2 separate regions of the Zea mays genome follow, and region 2 is linked to region 1. Evidence: chromatin contacts called from public Hi-C data. All regions are on one chromosome and are shown on one strand. The core of a region is the stretch at or near the end of the contact, and the rest is flanking DNA. Distances in the headings are between cores, read along the strand shown. Region 1 holds the start of LOC103654412 (N-alpha-acetyltransferase MAK3). Region 2 holds the start of LOC100278888.

Region 1 (6,958 bases), core at 2,790-5,289:
TCGTTTTCACATTTTTGAACCAAGTCTGCTGCATCCGAAGCTACCTTCAGCCAGTAAAATCCTTATCTGAAAACCTTCCCCAGCAAAGGCCTAGACCCAATATGAGCTCCACATAGTCCAGCATGTATCTCCTTCATCAATTCTTGACCTTCGGTTCTAGACAAGCATTTCAGTAATGGAGAGCAGACTCCTTGTTTGTACAACTCCCCATCTCTTCGCTGTGCATCGGTGAGATTGTAAGCACTGCTCTCTGCATGAGCTCGACCGAAGGTGCTTTTATTATTTCGAAGAATACCTCCGAAGGTAACGAAAGCCCCAGTGCCGCTGATTTAGCTAACAAATCTGCATGCTTGTTTTCTCCTCTCGGGATGTTTTTACAGAGAAGCCTTCGAAGGAGGCTTCCATCCTTCGGACTACGTCCAGATATTTCTCTAACTTTGGGTCCCTTGCTTTACTACTCTTATCAATGTGACCGGAAATGACTTGTGAGTCGGATTTGAGTATTGCCATTCTTATTCCCATTGCCTTAAGCTTTTGAAGCCCCAAGAGAAGGGCCTTGTACTCTGCAATGTTATTTGTGCAGTTGAAGTCTAACCTTGCTGCATAGCAGGTTTTAATTTTAGATGGTGAAATTAACATGGCAGCTGCTCCTGCACCAAAGGTTCCCCATGACCCATCACAAAATATTGTCCAGGCTTCAGCATCGTTTGTTTTCTCTTCGTCCTGTGGCCCTGGCGTCCAATCAGCAATGAAGTCTGCTAACGCTTGGGATTGTATCGAAGATCTATGAACATAATCAATAGTGAATTCATTCAATTCTGCAGCCCATTTTCCAACTCTTCCTGTGGCTTCTCTGTTTCTCATTATATCCTTGAGGGTTTGTGAAGAAGGTACTATGATATGGTATGTTTGGAAGTAATGCCGAAGCTTCCTGGAAGCCATTAGTACAACATATAGTACCTTCTCCAACTCTGTGTAATTTTTCTTTGATGCGCTAAGTACTTCGGAAACGAAGTACACTGGCACTTGTTTCTTTGCCTGGCCATCCTGCTTTTCTTACACCAGCGCTGCACTAACCGCAGCGTGGGAAGCAGCTACATACAACAACAATGGAATTTTTGACGAAGGTGGGGTTAAGGTTGTTAATTCTATCGAATACTCCAATTCTTCGAAGGCTTTTGCTAAGTTGATCCCTATTGGAAGACTTCCACTGATTTCAGCACTTTGAAGAATGGCAAGTTCCTCTCTGCTGATCTTGAAATAAATCTATTCAATGATGCCAGCCCTCCTATCAACCTCTGAGCACCTTTTGTGACTTCGGGGGCTCCATCCGAAGTATAGCTTCTATCTTACTTGGATTGGCTTTGATCCCCTTTGTTGATACCAAACAACCAAGAACTTTTTGCTTCTTCACTCCAAAGACACATTTTTCTGGATTTAGCTTGAGACCAACTCTTCTGAAATTAGCAAATGTTTCTTGTAAATCAGCAACATGATGTTCTTGCTTCGTGCTTTTCACTATGATGTCATCAACATACGTTAGAACATTCCTGCTAATCTGAGAGTTAAGAACTTTGGCAGTCATTCTGCTGAAGTTTCCTCCAGCATTCTTGAGCCCCTCAGGCATCCAAAGGTAGCAGTAAGTCCCACTAGGTGTTATGAAGCTTGTCTTAGGTTCATCCTCCTTCATCCAGATTTGATGATAAACTAAGAAGCAATCCAATAAGCTCATGAGCTCTAAAGTAGCCGCTGCATCCATAAGAGAATCTATTCTTGGCAATGGGAATTTATCCTTCGGGCATGCCTTATTGAGATCTGTGAAGTCAATGCACATTCTCCACTTTCCATTAGCTTTCTTCACCATCACAGTATTGGCCAGCCATTCTGGGTATGTTACTTCTCTGATAACACCGACACTTAGTAGCCTTTTGACTTCGTTTCATGCACCTTCGGCTTTATCATCGAACATTTTCCGAAGCTTCTGCTTTCTTGGCCTGATGGCCAGGTCTACATTGAGTGAGTACTCAATGACATCTCTATTGACACCACAAAGATCATTGGCTGACCACGCAAAAACATTCTTGTTGTTGAACAGGAATTTCAACAAAGATCTTTGGTTGATCTGCTGAAGCAGCCTTGTCTCTTTTATGTTTATATTGTTGATGAGCTTCGGCTTCATCTATGTTATGGATGGCCTTCGAATCTATCTAGTTCCCTTCGGCTCTCCTGGCAGCCTCTTGGCTCCCATGCACAACGATAGGCCCTTGGTCAGAAGGTATCTTCATGCACAAATATGCTGGGTGAAGTATTGCTTTGAAGGCGTTTAGCGTCCCTCGACCAATGATTGCATTGTAGGGATACTCCATATCGACAATGTCGAAGACAACCTGCTCTGTCCTTGTATTGTGAACATAGCCGAAGGTGATCGGCATAGTTATCTTGTCGAGTGCCACAATCCGTCTTCCTCCGAAGTCACAGAGGGGGTGTGTTGCATCATGTATCTTGTCATCCTGCTTTTGCATTTGCCTGAAAGCCTTCGCAAAGATGATGTTTGTCGCACTGCCCGTGTCTACTACGACATTGTGGACCAGGAACCCCTTGATGACACAAGATATAATCATTGCATCATTGTGAGTATAATCCTTGAGTTGAAGATCTTCCTAGGAGAAGGTGATTGGTACATGAGACCACTTGGACTTGATAAAGGGTCCTTGCACTCCAACATGTTGTACCCTTCTCTATGCTTCCTTCTTCTGCTTCTTATTGCCTGGTTTAGAACTTGAGCTGCCTGTGATTGGGAGCACCAGCTTCGTAGCCGAAGGTGTCACAACTTGGTTGTTCTGCAAAGCCATTGTTGCAATCGTGGAAGTGAGTTTACCAGAGGTGGGCGCCAATGTTGGTCACTTGTTCTCAAATGCTATGAAAGAGGACCTTCGTCTTCTGAAGCATTATCTCCACATGGGTATAATACTCATTAGACGAAGGTCAAAAGGGACATACCTTCATTATTTAATACGTGAATATGAATGCGAAAGGATAAAGATGATAACTGCATCTCATAAATTCATTCATATTTGTATTCCATAAAACATAAATGAATATTTAACAGTATTAATGTTACATTGATACCTTTGGCTTGCTTGAAGACGTGAATGCGGGAGAGTGATTACAATCTAGTGTGAACAGTACAGTGTTACTGTTCATCTATTTATAGACACGAGACGCAGCCTGGGTAAAATTACATTCATGCCCTTGAACATTTGTCTATAAGCAACTTGAACTAGCAGGGTCTATCTAGTCTTTTCCTTCTTTACTTGATGTGAGCCGAAGCTACTGACCTTCAGCGTTCTGCGTTGCTGCTTCCTTCCGAGGTCTTTGTTTTGGGGACCTTCGACGGAAGTGGGGCAGGCCTCTCGTGGTATTTTGCCGAAGGTGTTTATATCTTGAGACCTTCAGCGGAGAAGAAGACCCCCAATAGACGCGACACCATACCACAGGTACGACGACGCACGACCCAACAAACGATTCTATAGGGGCTACAAAGCCCAGAAGCACGACCCATCAAACGACACCATAGGGGATACGAGGCCTAGAAGCAGGATGCCAAACTCCATCACAATAGAATACAAGTTCTCATTGTAACGTCTACCCTTGAGATATAAAAGGGCAAGACAACCCCCATCATCCAATACACATCCCACAGCTTCACACAAGCACCAAACTGTAACACGCTTCAAGCAATACTATTGTCACTGCACTAGACTAGGGCTCTGGGCTGAACCAGTATAACCCACTCGTCTCAGAATCCACCTTCGAGCCCCCCGTAGCTCACCATTCGGATTGAGTCCGCGCTAGCATCCCTACTGAACATAAATCTTATTGTCCCTCGATTCCAGAAACCACAACATAATGTGTCTCTGCTGTCCATTGATAGGGTGACAAACACCCATTTCAGCAATATTTCAGTTTCGAGGTATATTTTGAAAATTTGAAATATTTTTAAATGTAGAAATAAAAAAGGTGTTGTGCACGACCGTACCTGGTGGGCCTCCCGCGATGGTTTCTGCGGCGAGCAAGGCCCAGGCCTAACAGACCGAGATGTATCGAGTTTTGCGCCTTCGATACGTCGTTTACGTATTCAGTTTTTCACACAACGGCGGCGATGTCGTCGGCCTCCTCCTCCGCCGCCGCCGCCAACGCCGGTGAAGGAAGCGGGGGTGCGGAGGAGGGCGTGGAGATCACTTACGTGAGCTATGGCGGGGAGCAGCATCTGCCGCTGGTGATGTCGCTGGTGGACGAGGAGCTCAGCGAGCCCTATTCCATCTTCACCTACCGCTACTTCGTCTACCTCTGGCCGCAGCTCACCTTCCTGGTACGCGGGCCTCCCCTTCTCTATCTGCCCACACCTCTCCCCTCCATCCCTCTCGTATCGCGTCGTGGTCGTGCCGGATTTGACGCTCTCCTGGTTCTTCGTCTTGGATGGAAACGTGATGGGTGGCGACGCAGGCGTTCGATGCCAGGGATGGCAAGTGCGTGGGGACAGTCGTGTGCAAGATGGGGGAGCATAGGGGTGCATTCAGGGGCTACATCGCCATGCTCGTCGTCCTCAAGCCCTACCGAGGGAGGGGAATAGGTGACGCACTTCTTAGTTACTGATGCTTTTGGCTCTTGATTGAATTGCTGTCAGCTCTGTTCTATATCGTTTCTAGACAAGGAATGCTCGTGCCCAGATAGGTCGATTACCTACTAAACTGCAGAAACCTTAATGCGCTTTTCAATTATCTGCACACAAACAGATCAATTAATGCGTTGTACCAACTTGCTTGTGTTGTGCAAGTCCAACTTGCGTTGTCCAACTATATCACAAATTCGTAACTTTGCAACTAGATAGAAAAAAATTGTAGCCCAATTGTGCCAGAAAGAATCCTCATTTTCTGTGTAAATGTATTCCGCTTCCTTGGTTTTCAACATTAACAGGCACATATATGCTTTACTTCTTTTTTTTTGAAAATGTACAACAGGGGAAGCCCCCGCTGTGGTAGATATTTATTAATATAAAGAAGACGGACAAAGAGCATTAGCAGTCGCTCCCAAGACATAAACCAGAAGGAAACTAACTAAAGCACAGGGAAAAGAACTATCTGCTATCTATAGGAATTCACAAGCGAGGAGAAAAGAGTTGATTTCTCTTCAGAAAAGCGATTAGCTTGCAGAAGAGCTTCGGCGCGGAATTCTTTTTTCCAGCCAATGAAAGATGGTCGTCCCCTGTCAAAGATAAAATTGTTTCTTTGCTTCCAGATTTGCCAAGCTGCTATGATAAAGACCTCCATAAATAGGGATGGCAACGGGTCGGATTCGGATCGGATATTGGAAATATCCGCCCGCAGACATATCCACGGTCATAGATAATATCCGCACGTGACTATATCCACGGGTAGAAATTCATATCCATATCCATGCCCATCGGGTTTCGGATATCCATTGGATATCCATCGGATATGGTAAAGAACCATTTTCAGCAATTGAATAACATAATTAATCAAATTTCTTCCCAATTCAACATCATACACAACTTAAAATTTAATAAATTTTTTAACAAATATACATGTCCTTCAACAAGCAACATTCTCAACATGACAAAAATACATGTCTACATGTCTCAACATGAAAACAAATACATGACAATCAATATTGATCCGATCCGAGTGTAGTGTTGAGCACTTGAGCTAGCGCTATAGTAGCTGTGTTTGAATTTTTTAGTCAATGATAGTAGAATCATGTTCATCCTGGCAATAATGGACTAATGGTTAATTTCGGATATCCAACGGATTACCCGCGGGTGAGATTTAATATCCAAATCCATGCCACCACTTTATCCCGGATCGGATACGGGTCTAATTCGCGGGTCAAAAAACATATCCATATCCTTATCCGTCGGGTCGGATATCCGACGGATATCCAAATCCACGGATTAAATTGCCATCCCTATCCATAAAGAATGGTGAACCGTGCAAGTCTCTGGCTTGTTGAAAGGTTGCAAAGAAGTCAATCTGGTGGTTCCACTGAATATTCAGATGTCTCCAACAGTCTTGGCTGAAAGGGCAATTGAAGAACAAATGGAAGGCAGTTTCTTCTCTTTGAAGTTGACAAAGAGCACAACTGTAGTTGTCGCCTTGAACCTTAAAGTTCTTTCTCTTTAGGATGTTTCTGGTGTTCAGCCTGTCCATCAACAGCAGCCAGGTGAAGACTTTAAGCTTGTTTGAACATCTGGACTCCCAGATCCAGACAAATGGTTTTGGAGGATTCACATTTTTGAAAGTGTAGTGGTAAAGTTTAGTTGACGAGTAGGTGCTATTCCCCCAAATATAACTCCAAGAGTCTTTCTCTTCTGGTTCAATCACTGATTCTTGAATTTGCTGCACTTCATCCAGGAGCTGTTGCAGCTCGGTGTTTGCTTGCTCAGTAAGGGGTAAGTGGAAATTGTCTGTCAAGTTCTCCTGAGTCAAAAAGGAAGCAACCGAAATGCTTTGATTTTTTGCGAAGGTGAAAAGCCTTGGAAACTTGTTTCTGCGGATGTTGTCATTCCATAAATCATGCCAAAATAGAACAGTTTTACCATCTCCAACCTTACAGTTGGAGATTCCTCTGAAGAGATCACAAAGTTTAAGGACGTCTCTCCACCAAAACGAGCCCATGAACTTGGATGCATGAGGGGTCTTGCCGTCAGAGTAGTAGGTATTCCAAACCAGGTTAACCCAAGGGATTTGTTTCTTGTTGTAGAGCTTGTCAAGAAATTTCATTCAGAGATACGAGTTCTGGCTTCTTAGGTTGATGACCCCCAGACCACCTTTTTTCTTCGGTCGTGTGCATTTATTCCAAGCCACCAGAGGCTTAGATTTTGCATTGCTATCAGAATTACGCCACAAACAGTGGCGTCTGGCTGTGTCAATGTACTCCA
Region 2 (6,958 bases), core at 1,851-4,350, 350 kb after region 1:
TGAGATTGTACTTGCATCTTCACTTTGGTGGACATAATTAAATCAACCGAGTGCTAAACAATTGTTTGCACATGAGACATGCATGTGCAGGGTGGATCAAGCTTCAAGCACGTGAGGTCATAGAAGAAACAGATTAGTATGTTCTTTTGTCCGGACAATTGATGGAAACATGTTCTTGGAAACCACAAGCTTGTTTGTTTGAGATTATAATTTGAATAGATTATATAATCTAACTTATTTTAAACTAACATTTAGTTCAAAATAAATTAGATTATGTAGTCTAAATAGATTATAATTCCAAACAAACAATGTTCACGTAGACGGTACACCCACTCACAAGAGAAACCCATTACAAACAATACACGTGCAAGTTTAAACCCATCACTCTTATCCCTAATTCATCATGCATACTACTGCTCTTAGTAAAATCTAAAACCACCCGAAAAAAAAGGATCACTTAAGGGAGTGAATGGAGAAAATTTAGAGGAATATTATTATCTTACTAGTCGGTTCCCGTGCGTTGCGACGGCTTATAACAATACGTACGTAAACTATCCATAAAAAAAATTCAAGATTTTTTATTGATTGTCTCCGCTCTCTGAATAATATTTTTTGATTTGGCTAACTGATGTTATTGTTTACTCCAAGCAATATGTCTTTATACAACACGACCAATAAAGTGAGCGATTAGAAAAGAGTTCACAACGACTGACTCAATGAACAGAGATTATAAAATGACATACATAGACAAAATAAGAGAAAGTTTGTGAGCTCAAGTTTCTAAAATAAGTCACATGAAGCCAAACTTATAAAAAATAGATCAAAATATGGAGTGATCGCTAAAGTCAGGCATCAATAAAAACTGGATGCGCTCCATATAAATTATGCTACTTTGTGGCAATTACTAATGTTTAAAACCAACAAATAACCTTTCATTTTACTGTTAGTGTGACGAATCATTGTTGCTCCACCCAATTCAGCAACCTGAAACACCATGTAGTCCATTGCACCAATGTGGTCTCAGAAACGACCTAATGCTTGCAAGAGCCAAGAACGTCGTGCCGTGCTTGGGCTGTAGCCTCGACCCGTAGTGCTGGCTCGGCCCGACACAGTTATATTTTTTATTTTTAAAAAACGTATATACATATATACAATTTATATTCAATATTAAAAACATCTGTGCATGATGTTCTGCTGGTTAGACAACTTCATCCAGTGTCTCCCGTCCTTACATCAGGGCATGGGTTCGAACCCCACCTCCTGCATCGTTTTTTTAACATTTTACGCTGATTTAATTAAATGAGCCGACGGGCTAACGAGCTGGTCCTGCACAGTCAGCAGACCGACATGACGTGTCTGGACCATAGTTATGGCTCGTGTGCGTCTGGCCTGTGCCGGGCCGCCGTTTGGCCATCTATAGGCGTGCAACGGATTAATTTGAAATAACTGTGAGAGCTTATTTGTAAAAAGATGACGCGGGACGACCGTTGAAACTGATACTTTAAGTATAGTATAGATTTAATAATATTATACTAGCAAATATACACATGAGTTGCAACTATTACACGACATGTCTTTAATAATTCATTTGAAGATCACTTTGCAATCACATTTCGTACATGTTTGGACACGGTACCTCAGACTTGTATGCTAAGGAAAGAGATTGGGTCCTCATCGAACAATTGTGGGTGATGAAAAACAAAAAAGATACTAGCATCGTCAATATGAGGTGTTAGAGATATATATTATAGATATATCTAGAAATCTCGGCCTCTTTAATATTAGAGATATAGATATATTTAGAAATCTTAGCCTCTTTAATGTTAGAGATAGAGATATATAAAAACTCTTAGCCTCTTTAACACTAGGGAATAGAGATGGAGATAGAAATTAAGGTAAATATATATCTATAGCATTTTTATTGGGCCTCATCTGATGGCCATCTTTTTGTTACGGAACAAAATGCATGTAAGATTAAACCAGTCAAGAATACTATCTCTAATTCATCATGTATTATTACTCTTACTTAAAAACCGCCAAGAATAATAATTGGTGAGAGAGTCCGGGACCGAAATTTACAGATTTTTTTATTTTCATATTATATAAGTACATAGTTATAGTTGGAGACGCATAATAGATAAGATATAGATCGGACACTTGTGGGTGATGAAAGACAAAAATATACTAGCATATTTAATATTAGGTGTTAGATATAGATATTATAGATATATCCAAATATATCTAGAAATCTCAGGCTCTTTATTATTAGGGATTAGATATATATATATATATATATATATATATATATATATATATATATATATATATATATATATATATATATATAGAAATATTAGCCTCTTTAATATTAGAGATAGAGAAATATAAAAAAATCTTAGCCTCTTTAATACAAGAGATTAGGAATGGAGATAGAAATAGTTAGACAAAGATTATAGGTAAATGTATATCTATACATATATCTATAGCATTTATTATTGTGTCGTTTAACGTGTCCTGCCTCATCTCATGGCCATCTTTGATTACTAGCTCTAATTCAACATGTATTATTATTTACTTAAAAACTGTCCAGTACAAGAATTGGTGAGAGAGTGCAGGACGAAAATTTAGAGATTTTTTATTTAATATTATATAAGTGTATAGTTATATTTGTAGATATATAATTGATTAAATGTGGACATAGATATAGATATAAGTATAGATATAAATACTAGAGTTTTATATTTTAGGTGCCTGATGTTTTATATGATAAATTTAGACAAACAACTAGTATAATTAAAAATATAATTTACAAGAGAACTTTTATTTTTTTTCTATATATACTTCAACAATTGACAACATTACATATTGACTGAATAATAATGAAAAATTAAACACCATAAATGTTACAGTCAAACGACGATGACAGCATTGCTTTTTGATTGAATAATAATAAAAAAATCAGGCACCATAAATATCCTATAGTCAAACAATGACAACATCTCATGTTGACTAGACAATAGTACAAAAATGAGAGCCCCTGTACAAAGGACCCAGATATAAAATGTCGTCTAGCATTTCTAACCTGTCCCGTCTCATGTGACGGTCATCTTGTTCTTGTGTCACTCATGGACTCTCCTCTAATGAAGCCCCTACTAGTGCCCAACAACCACAGTCCCGGACCGGTTGTCGCCGCCACGCCGGGAGAACACGGCGGTGCTGCGGCCGACGAGAGCAGCACCCTCGTGGATGCTGCCAGTGGCACGGATGAGAGCCACAGGGCACTCGCCGACGCCGACGTGAAGATGAACGACGATGGCGACGTACAAGGGGACGAGCTGTCCGCGTCCGTGCAGCGCCGGCTGGACGAGAGCAGCGCCGTGGAGGGGGAGGATGAAGAGGAGGAGATTGGTGACGACGCGGAGGCCGACGACATGGCGGCGCGCATGGGACGGCGCCTGGCGGCGCTGCCCGGGAATGCGCACGAGAGCGAGCCGTTCACCATCTTCCGCGTGGCGGGGCCCATGCGCGACCGCAACCGGCACCTCTACGAGCCGCAGATGATCTCCATCGGGCCCTTCCACCGTGGCGCCGGCCGGCACCTCGCCGCCATGGAGGAGCACAAGTGGCGGTACCTCCGCGACATTCTGGCCCGCCCCGGCGGCGCGACGCTGGCCTCGTACGCCCGCGCCGCGCGCTCGATGGAGGCCTCCGCGCGCCGCCGGTACGCGGAGCCCGTGCTGCTGCCCGCGGCCGAGTTCGCCGAGATGCTCCTCCTGGACGGCTGCTTCCTGGTGGAGTTCTTCCTCAAGGGGCAGGAGAGCGCGGAGGACGCGCTCATCGACGCCTCGTGGGCGATGCAGAACGTGTACAACGACATGCTGCTGCTCGAGAACCAGCTCCCCTTCTTCGTGCTCGAGCGCTTCTACGACCTGGCCACGGGCGGGCTCGGCCGGGACTACTTCGTCACCAACGTCCTCGTCAACTACCTCACCGTGGACATGTGCGTCGGCCCGCGGGACCCCGAGAGCACGCGGCCCCCCGACGGTGAGATCCACCACCTGCTGCATCTCTACTACCACTGGTTCCTACCACCGGAGGACCGGGACGGGAGCGGCACGGGCAGCAAGGACAAGGAAGACGGCGAGGCGCTCGAGGAACTGATGTCCACGTCTGCGGATGAGCGCATGCCGTGGCAGCTGCCGCCGGCGTCGGAGCTGAAGGACTCCGGGGTGACGTTCCGCGCCAAGAAGTCGCCGCGGAGCATGGTGGACGTGACCTTCGACCGCCGCAGCGGCGCGCTGGAGATCCCGGCCGTGGAGAGCTACACGAACCACGCCATCTTCGCGAACCTGCTGGCGTACGAGCAGAGCCGGGGCCGGTGGGAGCTGCAGCGCCTGGTGAGCTACGTGCTGCTGATGGCGTCCGTGGTGGACGCGCGGCGCGACGTGGAGGTCCTGCAGCGGGCCGGCGTGTTCGTGCGCGGGGACGAGGAGACGGCGGCGTTCTACGCGCACCTGGGCGAGCTGTGCCCGCCGCCCGAGTTCGTCAACAACTGCTACGCCGACCTGTTCCGCGACGTCCTGGAGTACTGTGGGCGCAGCTGGAACAGGCACCGCGCCGTGCTGGTGCACGACTACTTCAGCAACCCGTGGACCAGCATGTCCGCCGCCGCCGCCGTCTTCCTGCTTGTCCTCACCGTCGTGCAGACGGTCTACACCGTGCTGCCATACTACAGCCAGAATTAACGGGGCAAAAAACAAAAAAGGCGTTTTGCCGCCGTCACACAGACCGGGTGTCGCCCTCTGTTTTTTCTTTTTTTTGCCTGCAACTACAAGAAACCCTATGATTTTTCCTTGCTGGCTCCTCCTATACAATCCATATGAATGATGGCGTCTGGAGCGTGATCGTTTGCTTGTCCATCGAATCCGTGCGCGTCCACGATCGCATGAATCCGTCCAAGATTAAGTAATGGAACAACATAAAAAGACAATATTAGTAGGATGTTGAATCATTTTAAAATGAAAACAAGCATCATCCCTGGTTTTCCATATTGCCCAAAGAACAACACCAAATCCTAAAATAACCAGATTTATGGAATCTTTATCAAAGCTATGTAACCAATCTCCAAACAACAAATCTACATCATTTGGAATTGAGTTTAAAGCAATTTGCATCACTCTCTAAATATATTTAGCCAACGGGCACTCAAAAAAATGAGATGAGCAGTTGATTCCAAAAGACCACAAAAGCAGCAGCTAACAGACCCTGACATTGCTTTTTCTTAAGATTTTCTTTAGTGAGGATTTTGTTTTTCAGAATTAGCCATAAGAACACTATTATTTTTTTTGTGGAATCTTAATTTTCTACATAAGTTTGTATGGCACTTTAACCGAATTACTTCTTAACTGTGAAAACACGGACTTGACTGTGAAACCCTTTTCACCCAGAAGCCAGATAGTTCTTTCATCCTTTTCAGAGAGCCCCTAAGAACTGCAGCGGTTCCTGATAGTGTCGAACAAAGTAACATCTCTTAACCTCCTTCTGAAGTACAAATTATCACAGTTACCATAAGAGCTCTATTCACAGAAATCTTCTTGTCCATGGAGAGATCGAATAACCTTTTGAGTTTACCAGCAAAAGGAACATCACCACGCCATCTATCAAGCCAAAAACTACTATCCTTGCCATTACCGACAAACTTTTTTCTTAAAATTTAGATAAATCTCCTTTGACCCCCAGATCCCACTCCAAAAATAGGAACCGACTTGTCGTTTTTTAACCAAGCTAAGTGAAAGTCACATAGAGGGATGAATAAACGAAACCTGAAAATTACAAACTTTGAACACAAATTTCACCTAGGGTTATCATGACCATCCTCTCCCCTCAAATCGTTCGAGCGCAATAAACCTTCCCCGTGCATGTTGGCGCCAATCTCGCTTCGGCGTTGACCTCAGCCCCTACTCTCGCCTGGGGAGTACAAAATCCTAGCTTCCGTGCCCCGGTGACCATCACGCGCGTTCGTCACCCTCCGGGAATCACGCTGTGGGCGCTGCCGTGGGAGCTTGAGGGAAACCGCCGCGAGTGATCACTGCTAGCATCCTCGCTCGCGGGTGAGCGCGCGGTCGTGGGGTTTCGCCTTAGCAACCAGATCACGTCGGGGACGGCAAAAGGGAAGAAAGGCGGTCTCGGTGGCCGCAATTCCTCGCTGTCGCCACGACTTTGCCGTGCATCGTGGGCACCCCCAACTTCGACTCTGCCGGCGGTTTGTGCCTACCCAACTTGTTCGAATTGTCCTCCACATCGTGTATCGGGTCTCGGATCGAGGATTGACGTTCCCAGGCATCATTTGGTGTGACTCCGGCGATGGACAACCGCAACACCCGGGCGGCGCCGCCGTCGAGTGAAGGGGATGGGGAGGAATCGTTCGAGCCGTTGATCTGAAGATGAGTGACTAAGATCAGATCATGTCATACCAATTCGGGTGGATGGATCCGGGCCGTTGCGATCCAATCGGGTGGATCTAGAAGGCTCCGGGAGAATTAAAATCTGCGCCGTAGATTTCAAATCGTGTGGTCGGCTGCGTATCACTTCACTCTGGGGGGTGCATAATCTAATCCTAGCCGTCAGGATTAGATCGGGCAGTCCAGGATCGACCATACCCCTTCAGCCGTGGATTCTTGCAAATGAACCCCTGTGTTTTATCGGAATAAACCCGCCATCCATACTAGTGTAAGGAATACTGCAGATCAGTCCTAATATTTTCACAAAGCCCCTGATCTTTGGGATATTAGTGCACGCAGTACAACAATAGAGGGAATTAAGAAAATCAATATATGTACTACATATTAAGAGAGCAATAGTAGTCTGCCTCCCTCGTTCTGTCGTTCTGCCGTCCATGGATCTGGACCGTCCATATCACATCGTGTGTCTACGTCTCCCACACTCCATCCTTCTCCAC

The links. Hi-C and Micro-C count contacts between places; a contact is called where the count stands out from the background.
Region 2: a contact with region 1 is called in a Hi-C map of leaf, with 2.5 times the contacts expected there. The contact joins the promoter of LOC100278888 here to the promoter of LOC103654412 in region 1. A contact is called at or near these places in 3 of 25 Hi-C or Micro-C datasets (ear and leaf).

Annotation. Positions count from the first base shown.
Region 1 is chr4:198,951,340-198,958,297 of Zm-B73-REFERENCE-NAM-5.0, forward strand. It overlaps LOC103654412 (N-alpha-acetyltransferase MAK3), which reads left to right and starts at 4,040. Exons shown (of 4, transcript XM_035967494.1): 1 at 4,040-4,372; 2 at 4,507-4,633. The coding sequence starts at 4,163.
Region 2 is chr4:199,306,134-199,313,091 of Zm-B73-REFERENCE-NAM-5.0, forward strand. It overlaps LOC100278888, which reads left to right and starts at 3,101. Exons shown (of 1, transcript NM_001152019.2): 1 at 3,101-4,854. The coding sequence starts at 3,126. The coding sequence ends at 4,745.